Regions from separate parts of the Zea mays genome. Here region 1 is linked to region 2. The links are chromatin contacts, called in public Hi-C maps. All regions are on one chromosome and are shown on one strand. Each heading gives the region's core, a stretch centred on a gene start, on an enhancer-like site or on the middle of the called end of the contact. The rest is flanking DNA. Distances are from core to core; before and after follow the strand shown.

Region 1 (5,626 bases), core at 2,377-4,876, 280 kb before region 2:
TACATTGGCCTTAGTCAAAGCATATGTTCTGATTGCAGATTCACGTGGTCTATAATAACTCTCCTCCGATGAACTCGCACTGCTGGTGATTTGCCTCACGAAGAGGTTCATCTTGATTATGAAGTTCCTAGCAATGCGCGCAATATCATTGTGCTGGGAATACAGAACAATGAATCTTTCGTTTTGGGAAATGACGGAGATCATTATTAAATGTGGGAGACAAATGTGTCGACGCCTATCTTGCCTCTATAGATTGCAAAGGGATCTAAAACAAAGTCCTAGGCATGAGTGCTTTAAGCTCTCTTATCGGTTCACTGATAAATGCAATCGAGGCTGAACCAATAATCGCAAAATGAAAGTCGCGAGCTTGAAGTTCGGACATTTATGGGCACTATTGAAATAATGTGTGGTGAATGCGATGGTTCAAGTGGTCTTGTGAAAGGTCCATCCCACATATATGTTGAATAAACAATGTTCCGCTATGTAATATATCTGGCAAATGGCATGAATTAAAATATGCAGTTAATAGGATTCTGAAGATCCGTCATGAGATCCTAGGAGGACCCATATCTTTGAATTATAAATATGCAACATATAAATATCGTACCAAATAATACATTCCTGACGAATGAACACTCTCCTATGTAGAGAGAATATCTCCTAGATGAGATTATAGTTCCTTAATGGAACCTTTCCAGAAGAAATAAAGTATGTGTTGAACACCAAAGTTTGATAACCCCTATTAAGGGATAAAGACACATACATACTCGAAAAGGAATAAGATGAGATAACAAAGGACTTGAAGTTCACCGAATAAGCACATGTGCATTTCACGATCTTTACTCATGGTATTTTCCACTAGATGTGGAATTACGGTATCCTCTAAAGCCCCGATGGCAGAAACCTATAAGGTTTAGGTGTTACTGGCAAAATATCCCCATTGTGCTAGAATGACAGACTATAACGATATATCTGATCGATGAAAAATCCCTGATGGATTACGATCTTTGATGGACTTTTGTTACACCATCATAGATGTTGCAATGGATGAACGCCTGGAGCGATGTGTCATATTTAGAATATGTACTATTGCAACTATATTATCCCCTAAAGTCCTATAGAAGGACATGTTACTTGTTTTGCACAACTATGTATAAAATGTGGTGTAAGATAGAAAACTATAGCACCCCAACCTCATCTATTCTCGTTATTCGAGATGAACAACGAGACATATATCTTGAAGAATATGCTTGAGTTATGAGGGATAACGACTTTGACAGATGTCATCGTCAGGGGGAGCGAATGCTTATATTGATCACAATCGTGAGACAATAAATGTCAAATTCTATGCCCTGAAGGCGTGAGCTTGATGATCAATATGTGAACCTTTATGGAACTTTCTATCAAATATATAGATCCAGTCGATCAAACACCATCAATCAAAGTGGCTTATTTATATTGATACGTGCACTTAACTCGTATATCCTAGAAATGAGTAGAGGTAAAGTTCCTGAAATAGTCCTTGCAAGGATATGCAATTCATTTGCTAAATCTTTATATGCATATACTTCCAAAAGAAGATGTTTTGCCTTATTGATACGGTTTTGCAAGGATCAGGGGGAGCACATTTATAAAGTTAGCCTTTATAGAAGATTCAATTGAATCTAGATATAGAAGATCGAAATATGTCCTGATGACAATTGTTGTACTCTTTTTCCTTTGTGAGTTTTCCTGAAGTTTCTCACATGAGGTTTGTAACGAGGCAACAAAGTGCAAATGCAATATGCGTCACCATGCGCTCTTTCTCCATATTTTCCCACTGGGTTTTTGGGAGTTTTAATGAGGCATGTGTTGGTCGCGGTATTCGCCCAAGGGGGAGTGTTGAGAAACCCTAATGAAGGGTTATGTGGGCAAATACCGAATATACCCCTGAGGGCAATCACGTCTTTATATATAGAACATGTATCCCCTCATATGGAATAGAGATCAGAAAGAGGCCAGAGGCTCAACCCTATATCCTGTGTCTCGTGTGTTTTCTTTGTCGTGCTTATGGAAAGGGAGACGGGTCATCTACAACTTCTTGCGTCTCTACTACTGACGGGAGGGAAGGGAGCGGATCTGGTGATCCGTGGTAACGTAGTTCTCAACACCGACAATTTCCCGTGGAATAGCTTTCTATATCTGTTTCTGCGATGTATTTTTTTTTTCTGCGGATAGCTTCACGAACGCTTGCTGCTTGCAATAAATATTTTTTCTTCATCTCCATTTTCTATGATGATAAATCTTCAACAGGAATCCCCATCCACGTTTAAATTATAATTAAGATATAAATTATTTATTATTAATCTAAAATATTTTCTCTTATACATCTATACTATACTTAAAGCACCAGTTTCAACGGTCGTCATGCGTCATTTTTTTACAAATAACCCCTCACAGCTATTTTAAATTAATCCGTTGCACGTCTATAGATGCCAAACGATGCCCAACATGGGCTAGATGCACGCGGGCCACAACTATGGCACATGCACGTCATGTCGGCCTGCTAACTGTGTCGGGCCAGACCGTTAGCCCGTTGATCCATTTAATTAAATCAGCGTAACGACGTCCGATACAGGCTAAATGCACGCGGGCCACAACTATGGCACAGGCACGTCATGCCGGCCTGCTAAAAAACGGTGCAGGAGGTGGGGTTCGAACCCATGCCCTGATGGAAGAAGGGCGGGAGACACTGGGTGAAACTGTCTAACCACTAGAACATCACGCTAAGATGTTTTTAATATTGAATATAAATTGTATATAGGTATATACGTTTTTTCTAAAATAAAAAATAATTGTGTCGGGCCGGGCCAGCACTACGGGCTGAGGCTACAGCCCAAACACGGCACGACGTTCTTTGCTCTTGCAAGTATTAGGTCGTTTCTGAGACCACATTGACGCAATGGACTATATGGTGTTTGAGGTTGCTGAATTGGATGGAGCAGCAATGATTTGTCACACTAACAGCAAAATGAAAGGTTATTTGTTGGTTTTAAACGTTAGTAATTGCTACGAAGTAGCGTAATTTATATGGAGCGCATCCAATTTTTATTGATGCTTGACTTTAGCAATCATTCCATATTTTGATCTATCTTTTTTATAAGTTTAATTTCATAGAACTTATTTTATAAACTTGATCGCATAAACTTTCTCTTATTTGGTCTCTGTATGATGGAATTATGTCATTTTATAATCTCTGTTCATTCAGTCAATTGTTGTAAATTCTCTTCTTATCGCTCACTTCATTGATCGTGTTGTACCAAGACATATTTGCATGAAGTAAACAATAACATCAGTTAATCAAATCAAAAAATATATTATACATAGAGCGAAGACAATTAATAAAAAATATTGAAATTTTTGTGATGGATAGTTTACGTGGGTATTGTTGTAAGCCGTCGCAACGCACGGGCAACCGACTAGTATTATTAGAAGTTTGTTGCTTGCACGTGCATGGGCTTGCTATACCTTTACGAACATGCATGCAGTGGCTTGGGCGGCTGCTGCGTCGTGCAAGGTGCACCTGAGGGTGGCCCACGAGAGGGAAATAGCTAGCGCCGCAAGTAGGAGGTCAGCCCAGGCGCGGAGATGGACGCGCGGGAGGCCCATGGCGCGCAGCAGCTCGCGACAGCAAGGGCTTGGGCGCTCTGCCCAGGACCCAGGTTGCATCGGAGAGAGGTATCATCTATGGCAACGGCCAACGGACAATTTCCGGTGGAATAGGTTTCCGTATCTGTTTCTGGGATGTAATTTTTTTCTGCGGGACCCTTACAAACGCTTGTAGCCAACATTTCTTCTCCATCTTTGTTTCTTACGTTGATAAATCTCCCACGAAAATTCTCATCTCCGTTTAAATTATAATTAAGATATACATTATTTGTTATTAATGTAAAATATTTTCACTTATACATATTGTTAGATATAAAAAATCATTATATGTACATTAAAATAAACATATTTACACAATAAGTGATCTCTTGATAATATAATTATTTATTTTTATCATTAACTAGTACATAAATATATCGTCTAAAATGACTTGTGTTGACGCCTTTTCGGAGCGCCAAATACTCAAGAAGAACCGGCGGCGGTGCTCTCTGGTCAGGCGCGGACGGTCCGCGGCACGGAGCCGGACGGTCCGCGACCTGGCGCGAGGCGGCGGTGCTCTCTGGTCAGGCGCGGACGGTCCGCGGCCTAGGGCCGGACGGTCCGCGTCCTGGTGCAGGAGCTTGGGTCCTCTGCCTGACGGCCGGACGGTCCGCGCCCTGAGGCCGGACGGTCCGCGCGTGCGCAGGGGCGGCGGAAGTCGCCGGCGGCGGAAGTCGCCGGCGGCGGCCTGGATCTCGCTCCCGGGAGGGACCCCGTCGGGGAGGAGAGATCCTAGGGGTTGTCTAGGCTTGGGCCGGCCGACCTAGACTCCTCCAATCGGCGTAGAGTCGAAGAGAGGCGAAGAATTTGGGGATTGAGAGGCTAAACCTAAACTAGACTAGAACTACTCCTAGGATAAAATGCGAATAAAAGTTGTATTGATTCGATTGTTGATGATTACAAATCGGCCGTATACCTCTCTATTTATAGAGGAGGGGGCTGGACCCTTTACAAACTAATTTCCGAGCTTATCCCATGATTTTAGCTAACAACCGTAGCACAAAACTCGGAACCCTAATCTGTTCTGCGCACGCGCGGACCGTCCGGCCCACAGGTGCGGACCGCGGACCGTCCGGCCTCAGGGCCGGACCGTCCGCGCGCTCAAATTGGTGCTCAACATATGCCCCCTGCCTTTTGGTGGAGCTGAGCGAACCAAAAGCAACTAACTCGATGTTATCACATCGGTTTTCTTAGGCATCTTGCCACTTACTAGGATGGTACGCAGTGGTCTTGGTCTCGGACGTGCGAACTGTTGGTCCCAACACCGTCGAGCATCATACTGATCCTGACCAATCCGTCACCTAGCTTTTCCTAATTTTCCAAGTGTTCTGGCGTAGCTTCGTAGTCGATCATGTCTTCTCCTTGCAGGTCATCTTCCTCCATGGGTGTCGGCACGTCGTTGCAGGTGTCATGGTTTATTGCGGATGAGTCGGCCTCAGGGGTCGGACGGTCCGCGCCCTGTACGGTTGGTCCGGTCTTTATAGCCGGACTGTCTGCTATACCTGCAAAGAGCTGCATAGTTGCTGTTTTATTTTCTGTCTTTATGGCCGTTTGATTTTCCTCAACGGCCTTTGGTCTCCATCTCTTTTGTGATGGCGGATACTGCGGATGTGTGTCATTGAATATTTTTTCCGCCTCCTTCTCCTGATTCTCCTTTGCTCTAAGGCGCTGCAATTTTCGCTTTTGCAATCGTGTCAATCCCGATGGGCACCATCGGGGCATGGAGTATTTTGGATCGGCTATTTTATTGACAGTCGTACTTTCTTTTTTGTTTGTGTTGGCCGATTCACCAAAAATCATTGGCCCTTCGTTATTTTGTTGTACGACGACATCTATCGTTCCTATTTTAATGACGTCTCCCTTTTTCGTACTGTTGGAGGTTGTAGCTGTATGCCCCCCTGCCGGATTAGTCAGCCTTTGGGGCCGAATTGTTCGGCAA
Region 2 (5,701 bases), core at 1,533-4,032:
AGTTTGATAATGTATCCTTCAGAAAAATAAAAGGTTATGTTTCTCACATCTCATATATCTTTTATTTGAAAACAAGGATACGAATTCGAACCTGTTCTGCCCCTTGCAACTGGGAACACCTTTCCTTCTGATAAGTGGATCTGCCAGAAACATGTGCCATGCATTTTATCTGTCTCCTGTACACCACTAACATAAGTGATGTGTCATCTCATTGTAGTTTTCGGGTTTATTTTTTCTTGGTAGTGTGAACTTGATTTTTCTAGTAACATCTCAATGGACATTACTAGAGTTTATGGATGGAGCACGTTAGGGGGTGGGAGTAATAGAAAGTGGAGCAGAAAGGGAAAAGGAAAAAACCATATTCCCATCCTCAGTTATTCATTATTTTATTGGAGGCACCCTATGAAAGTATGGTTGTCCAGGTGGTTAAGCACTAGCCGTTTATTCAATTAAAAGATGTGTATGGTTAATTTGTTGCATATCAGTTTCACTAAAGTAGATGATTACAAAATTCCCAATGCATGCCACTTATCATCACCTTTTATTTCCCTTATCGCACTAACATTACTTTTTCCTTGCGTGCTTGACCTGCGAGGCTAACTACTAATGTGCAAAACTAGCTTTCTTATTGAATTCTAGTGTGGATTCGTTTTTTACCAAATTGTACCATGATTCCCGTCTACTTGAATCCTCTCCTTTACTTGAGTTTTTTTTGTTGTTATTTTGACTTCCATTCATAATGTGACATTTCTACTTTCTCTGTTGCTATGTACTCTGAAATCAATTTCATTTGGGGGAACAAAATGAAAAGATGATTATAAAGATAGATGATTGGAATTTTACAGAAACCCATCTGAACTTGGGCTGAGAAAAAAATTGGAGCTAGTCCTTTGCCAACAGCTTTTTTTGCTGGATCAGACTATGGCACCTTTTCACATTGAGACTTGGTGGCTCCTGAGAGCTCTCTTCTCTTTCCTAATACCATGACCTGCAAGTTGCCAAGTTGGTACAATGGAATAATACATTTTTTTTATAAAGGCAGGCAACTCTATCAGTGCACTAATTTGGTACTCGTTTGGTTTCTTTTGGGGTTAGTAGTTGTTACTTGAGGCCATCAACCAGCCGATCCACTTGTACAAAACAACATTCACTGGTTTTTACGGATGGGTTAAAAGCGAACTATATTTTTAGCTGGGTCAGCTTAATGTTCACCTTAACAATGGTTTCTCTGGATTGAAACTCTAAAATCGTTCCAAGTTAAGACCATCTATATCAATATAAAATTTATTCTTGGCTTCATGCCCAACAGGAGTCCCACGGAATAGCTAATTATTCTGAGTAAACAGACATAGCACCTTTGCCCTTGTGTTACATAGCATCAAGGACAAATTGAGATGATCTTGTCTTGCACACTAGATAGATACATAGAAATCATGCATAGAGCCATAGGCCTCCAATTCTAAGCGGGAGATAAATATCCAGATCCATGCTAAAGCTTGTGTCAACAAAAGCACTTCACTTCTGCTAGGATGGTGTATAACTTAGTAATCAGACCCAATATATATGGTATCAGAAGCAGGGGTCAGCTCCTTCACTATATAACCAAATTGTGGTGCCATCTTGATCTCATCGTCAAGCTTCCAGCAGACCTCTGGGTAGTATTCCCAGACGGTAGGTGGTGGCAGAGGGGTGGCAAGGCTGCTGCACACATTTTCGTTCCCTCCAACAAAGCCCACCTCCGAGGGCACCTCTGGCGCCTCAATTTCCATCCATATCTGGTCCATGGGATAGCCATCCATGTCCGGATGGGTGCCCTTCAGGATGCTTGTGATGCAGCCACTGCCACCATGAAGCTCCTGTCCCTTAACTCCAATGATTGATGGAGTATCTGGGTAGCCTGACTGGTAACTCAGTGAAGATGAGGATGATGATGGAGACATGTTCCTCTTCCTCTCCTGTGCTTTCTTCCTCATGTGTGTCCTCCAGTAGTTCTTGATCTCATTGTCAGTGCGCCCTGGCAAGCGCCGTGCTATCCTGGACCACCTGTTTAGGAGAAGTTATTGGACATGTCAATCAAATTTTAGAGAAAACAGTCATTTTGTTCTTTTGATTGTCTTTTGGTGATCAGACCTGTTTCCCCACCGAGCGTGCAGCTCAAGGATGAGGCGCTCTTCATGGGGAGACATGCGCCCACGCTTGAGGCCAGGGTGGAGGTAGTTGACCCACCGCAGCCGGCAGCTCTTGCCTGTCCGGTTGAGTCCTGCATGAATGAAGATACAGAAAGGGAGAGGGGAAGCAAGAATAGAGTCGGTTAGAGAGGTTGATACTTGCTTTTGCGACTTAGCGCGATGACTTCAATTTAGCTACCTAATTTGTGGATCCCCACCCCTCAAACCTGATACTTTGGCAATGAAATCCCAACGACGTTCACCGAACAGACGGACAGTGCATACCAGTTGCAGGTCCTCCTGCTCTGTCCATGGCCCCTTGCGAGTCTCCTCTCTCACTGTCACCATATCGCCTATGCGATATGATGAAACTAACGCTGCTCACTCCTACCTTGTATCGGCTGGGAGCCGGTCTTCTTGCTCTTCTTTCTCTGTGTGCTTGTTGGCTCCAGTTTCAGGATTATCTTGTTGAAATCCAGTCTGTTTGTGAGGAAGAGGAGAGGAAGAAGAAAGCTAGTACAGAGAAGAGTATGCCACTTTGTCTTAGTTGCCTACTGGTTTGGTGGCTTACTGGCTTTTGCCTCTCATTTATAGGTAAGAGGGGGAGGTCTTGGTGGCCAGGTGATATGGTGGGTGTGATTTGGAGCTCCCTAAAGATCCTATATTCCACCATTTGGGTTGCCCTCAGATTCTAACTGATAAAGTAGCTTTTTTAATTGGCTCATGTTGCGCATATTGTATTGCAAAATCATAGGTGTGCATGTTAGGACATCAGCTTTATTGACGTCTGGAATTTGCAGAGGTATATTCTTGCTTTTTGTTAATAAACTACAGTATACAATAAAAGTTAATTTATTTGTTTACCGTTCATGTATTTTGAGATTATTGTCCCCATATGTCTTATTCATAAATCTACCTGAAACTTAGCTTTGAATTTCTTCATAAATCTTTGCTATGGTGAGGTCACTCTGGTAGAAGCTTTTATGCGTATTAAAAGGCTACTACCTCCGTTCCAAATTAACTTTGATTATACTTCACTTTATTTTTGCCCTGAAGTAAACTTTCTCTGACTTTGGCCAAATTTTTACAAAAATCTACAAGTTGAAGTAGATGCACTGTCAAAACATATTTTATGAAGAATTTAATGAACTAATTTGATACTGTAGATGTTGATGTATCTTTCCATAAATATGGTTAAAGTTAGAGAAGTTTTGATGGACAATATTTTGTACGGAGTACAGTGTACTAGTACATACTTTTACTGGCTAGTTAATCCAGTTACTACTAACACTGTATTGGACCAGTATACAGTTAAAGGGCACTCGCCGTGTAGTTGAGGGTAAACTTTTTTTTTTTGGTTTCATCAGACGAAGACATTTTTTTTCTGCCTGAGTAGTTCTTAAAGTCTGTATCACTGGTTGAAGCAAATACGGCAGAATTTTCTACTTTTGATATACTAGCGTTTCAATAATATGATGCTTTCTGAAGGTATATGCTTGTTCCTTCTTTTATTTTCTTTTTTTCCGATTGGATGTGTGTTTTTATTTTTGCTTCTCGACAAAAGAAAAGTGACTGTGCTTATCAACTTTTTGGTGCTTTGGTTGATGAAACACTACGCGTGGGTTAACTAGGAATACCATCTTATTTCTATTTATCAATCAGACACATGGTACATCTACTATGAAAGCAGATAGATACATAAAGCGCTTCAGATGCTATACATTCATTTTCTCTTGGGAACCATATTTTCCCAAGGGTTTTTCGTTTCCCCAAGAGAAATTAGTTCATTTTCCTTTGAGAAATTAGTTCATTTTCCTTTAGGAAATTGAAAATCCCATGGGAAAATGTGGTTGCCAAACTAGCCCTCACTCAGTGTTTTTGCCGGCATGAAGTTGCAACTTGGCAGTCATCATGTAACCGAGTTCTCATGCTGTCCAATTTGGAAGATACTTGCTCATATATAATCGCCTGAGATGTGTTGGTTGCAACTCAATAAAACATACCGTGTGAAAAAATTGGGTTACTAAGGAGGGTTTTGGTTCCCACCTCCGAAACTTTAGTGACTAAAGTTTAATCACTTTTAGTCTCTAATACCAAACATGGTGACTAAAATAGGTCTTTCAAATAGGGTTTCTAGTGACTAAAATTTAGTCCCTAAAGTTTAGAATGGTGTCTAAACTGTAAGGCACACATGTAACTGACATATTTTACCTTCACTGGGCTGAACACTGGAAGTCAGTAAGGTCTTGTTCAGTAAGGTCTTGTTCGTTTTATATCTAAACCATGTGGATTAAGGGGTATTGAAGTGGATTGAGATGGGTTTTGACTAGCAGTGGACTTATTCCCCCTCAACCCTCATGGATTTGGGACAACGAACGGCCTAATGCATAACATAAACCTGTGTTGTTTGAATATGACCGGCTTTGTGTTGTTCGAATACGATCGGTTTTGTCATATTTACAATGAAATTTCACCTTTCGGTCCTAATACTGCTGGTGTATCCTTGAAATTCAAGTGGCTGATTATACTATTGAGAAAACGGGGGCATCTTGGCAAAGTCGCCATCTGGTTTCTTCCACAAATTTTCCTCCTTCCTGCTATCCTGACGCGAAAAGCACTAGCCTTTCTGCCACCCTTTATCATTGGCACAGAGGACTCCATCCCCCCTTTTGTGCCAGCCATTATCGGGGGCACAGGAAAAAGGATCTTACTAGTTTACTGCGCGCACACAGCCGCACAGAGAGGAAAGGGGCGGCCCTCGTCCCTCTAGAGCTGCTCGAGCCAGCGGCTGCCTCTGCCTCTGCCTGAGAGCAGAGTTTTTCTTTTTCCTGTGAACCTGCAGGGGTCCTGGTCCTCGGCTGACATTAGTTTTTTTATTTTTTTGGGTACAATGGCTCGCTCATCGTCGTTGCTCTGCTCGTACAGCTGGTCACAGGTGAAACGACGAGCGGGCAGCGTCTAAAGCATCATTTCATGGATCGTCCTCTTTGAACGTTCGGTGGTGTCAGGTCAGGCTGAAGCACAAGATGTCCTCCATCACGTACCCCTCCAAACTGGTAAACCGTCTCTAGATTATGGTTTCTCGATTAAGAAACGATTTGACTCTCTCTCGAGATGTTGGCACGCGTGCTAGGCTGCTGGCTCGAGAGGCAGAATGATTGTTCTGTGCGACTTTTTTTGGGGGGGGGGGGGGGGGGGGGGGGGGGGGGGGGGGGGGGGGGGGGGGGGGGTTTCCGCCCAGGTCTGGTCGTAGCTTGGTTTGATAAGCTGACAATCCCTGGGATCGTCTCTCGCCTCCTTCTCATTTCGTATTTTTTCATATCACAGCGAGTAGTGGACTGGTGAGTCCTCCTTTTCGCTTCCATCATGCATGGCGATCGCATCATCCAACGGCGGGTTTTGGATGCACGCATGTGTCCGCTCCGCTGCGCACAGGGGGTCTTTTCTGGAACAGCCACATCTCCAGCACAGTCGGGGAGGGGATGGGGGGTCTGGGACCTAACTTCTCCATTATACTGTGTGCACCTGTCTGT

The links. Hi-C and Micro-C count contacts between places; a contact is called where the count stands out from the background.
Region 1: a contact with region 2 is called in a Hi-C map of leaf, with 5 times the contacts expected there. The contact joins the enhancer-like site here to the promoter of LOC100272660 in region 2. A contact is called at or near these places in 2 of 25 Hi-C or Micro-C datasets (leaf and tassel).

What each region holds. Positions count from the first base shown.
Region 1 is chr3:129,065,726-129,071,351 of Zm-B73-REFERENCE-NAM-5.0, reverse strand. No RefSeq gene overlaps it. Among protein-coding and RNA genes, the nearest start is that of LOC103650538, 26 kb to the right of the region's middle. Within about 2 kb of position 3,626, at least 14 of the 20 cell types and tissues checked have an H3K27ac peak or open chromatin away from gene starts, as enhancers often do. A contact at or near this core is called in leaf and tassel, where this site is marked.
Region 2 is chr3:128,789,220-128,794,920 of Zm-B73-REFERENCE-NAM-5.0, reverse strand. It overlaps LOC100272660 (MYB transcription factor), which reads right to left and starts at 2,782. Exons shown (of 3, transcript NM_001147118.1): 1 at 2,396-2,782; 2 at 2,131-2,260; 3 at 1,270-2,043. The coding sequence starts at 2,516. The coding sequence ends at 1,542. It also overlaps a transcript of LOC100273435 not described here.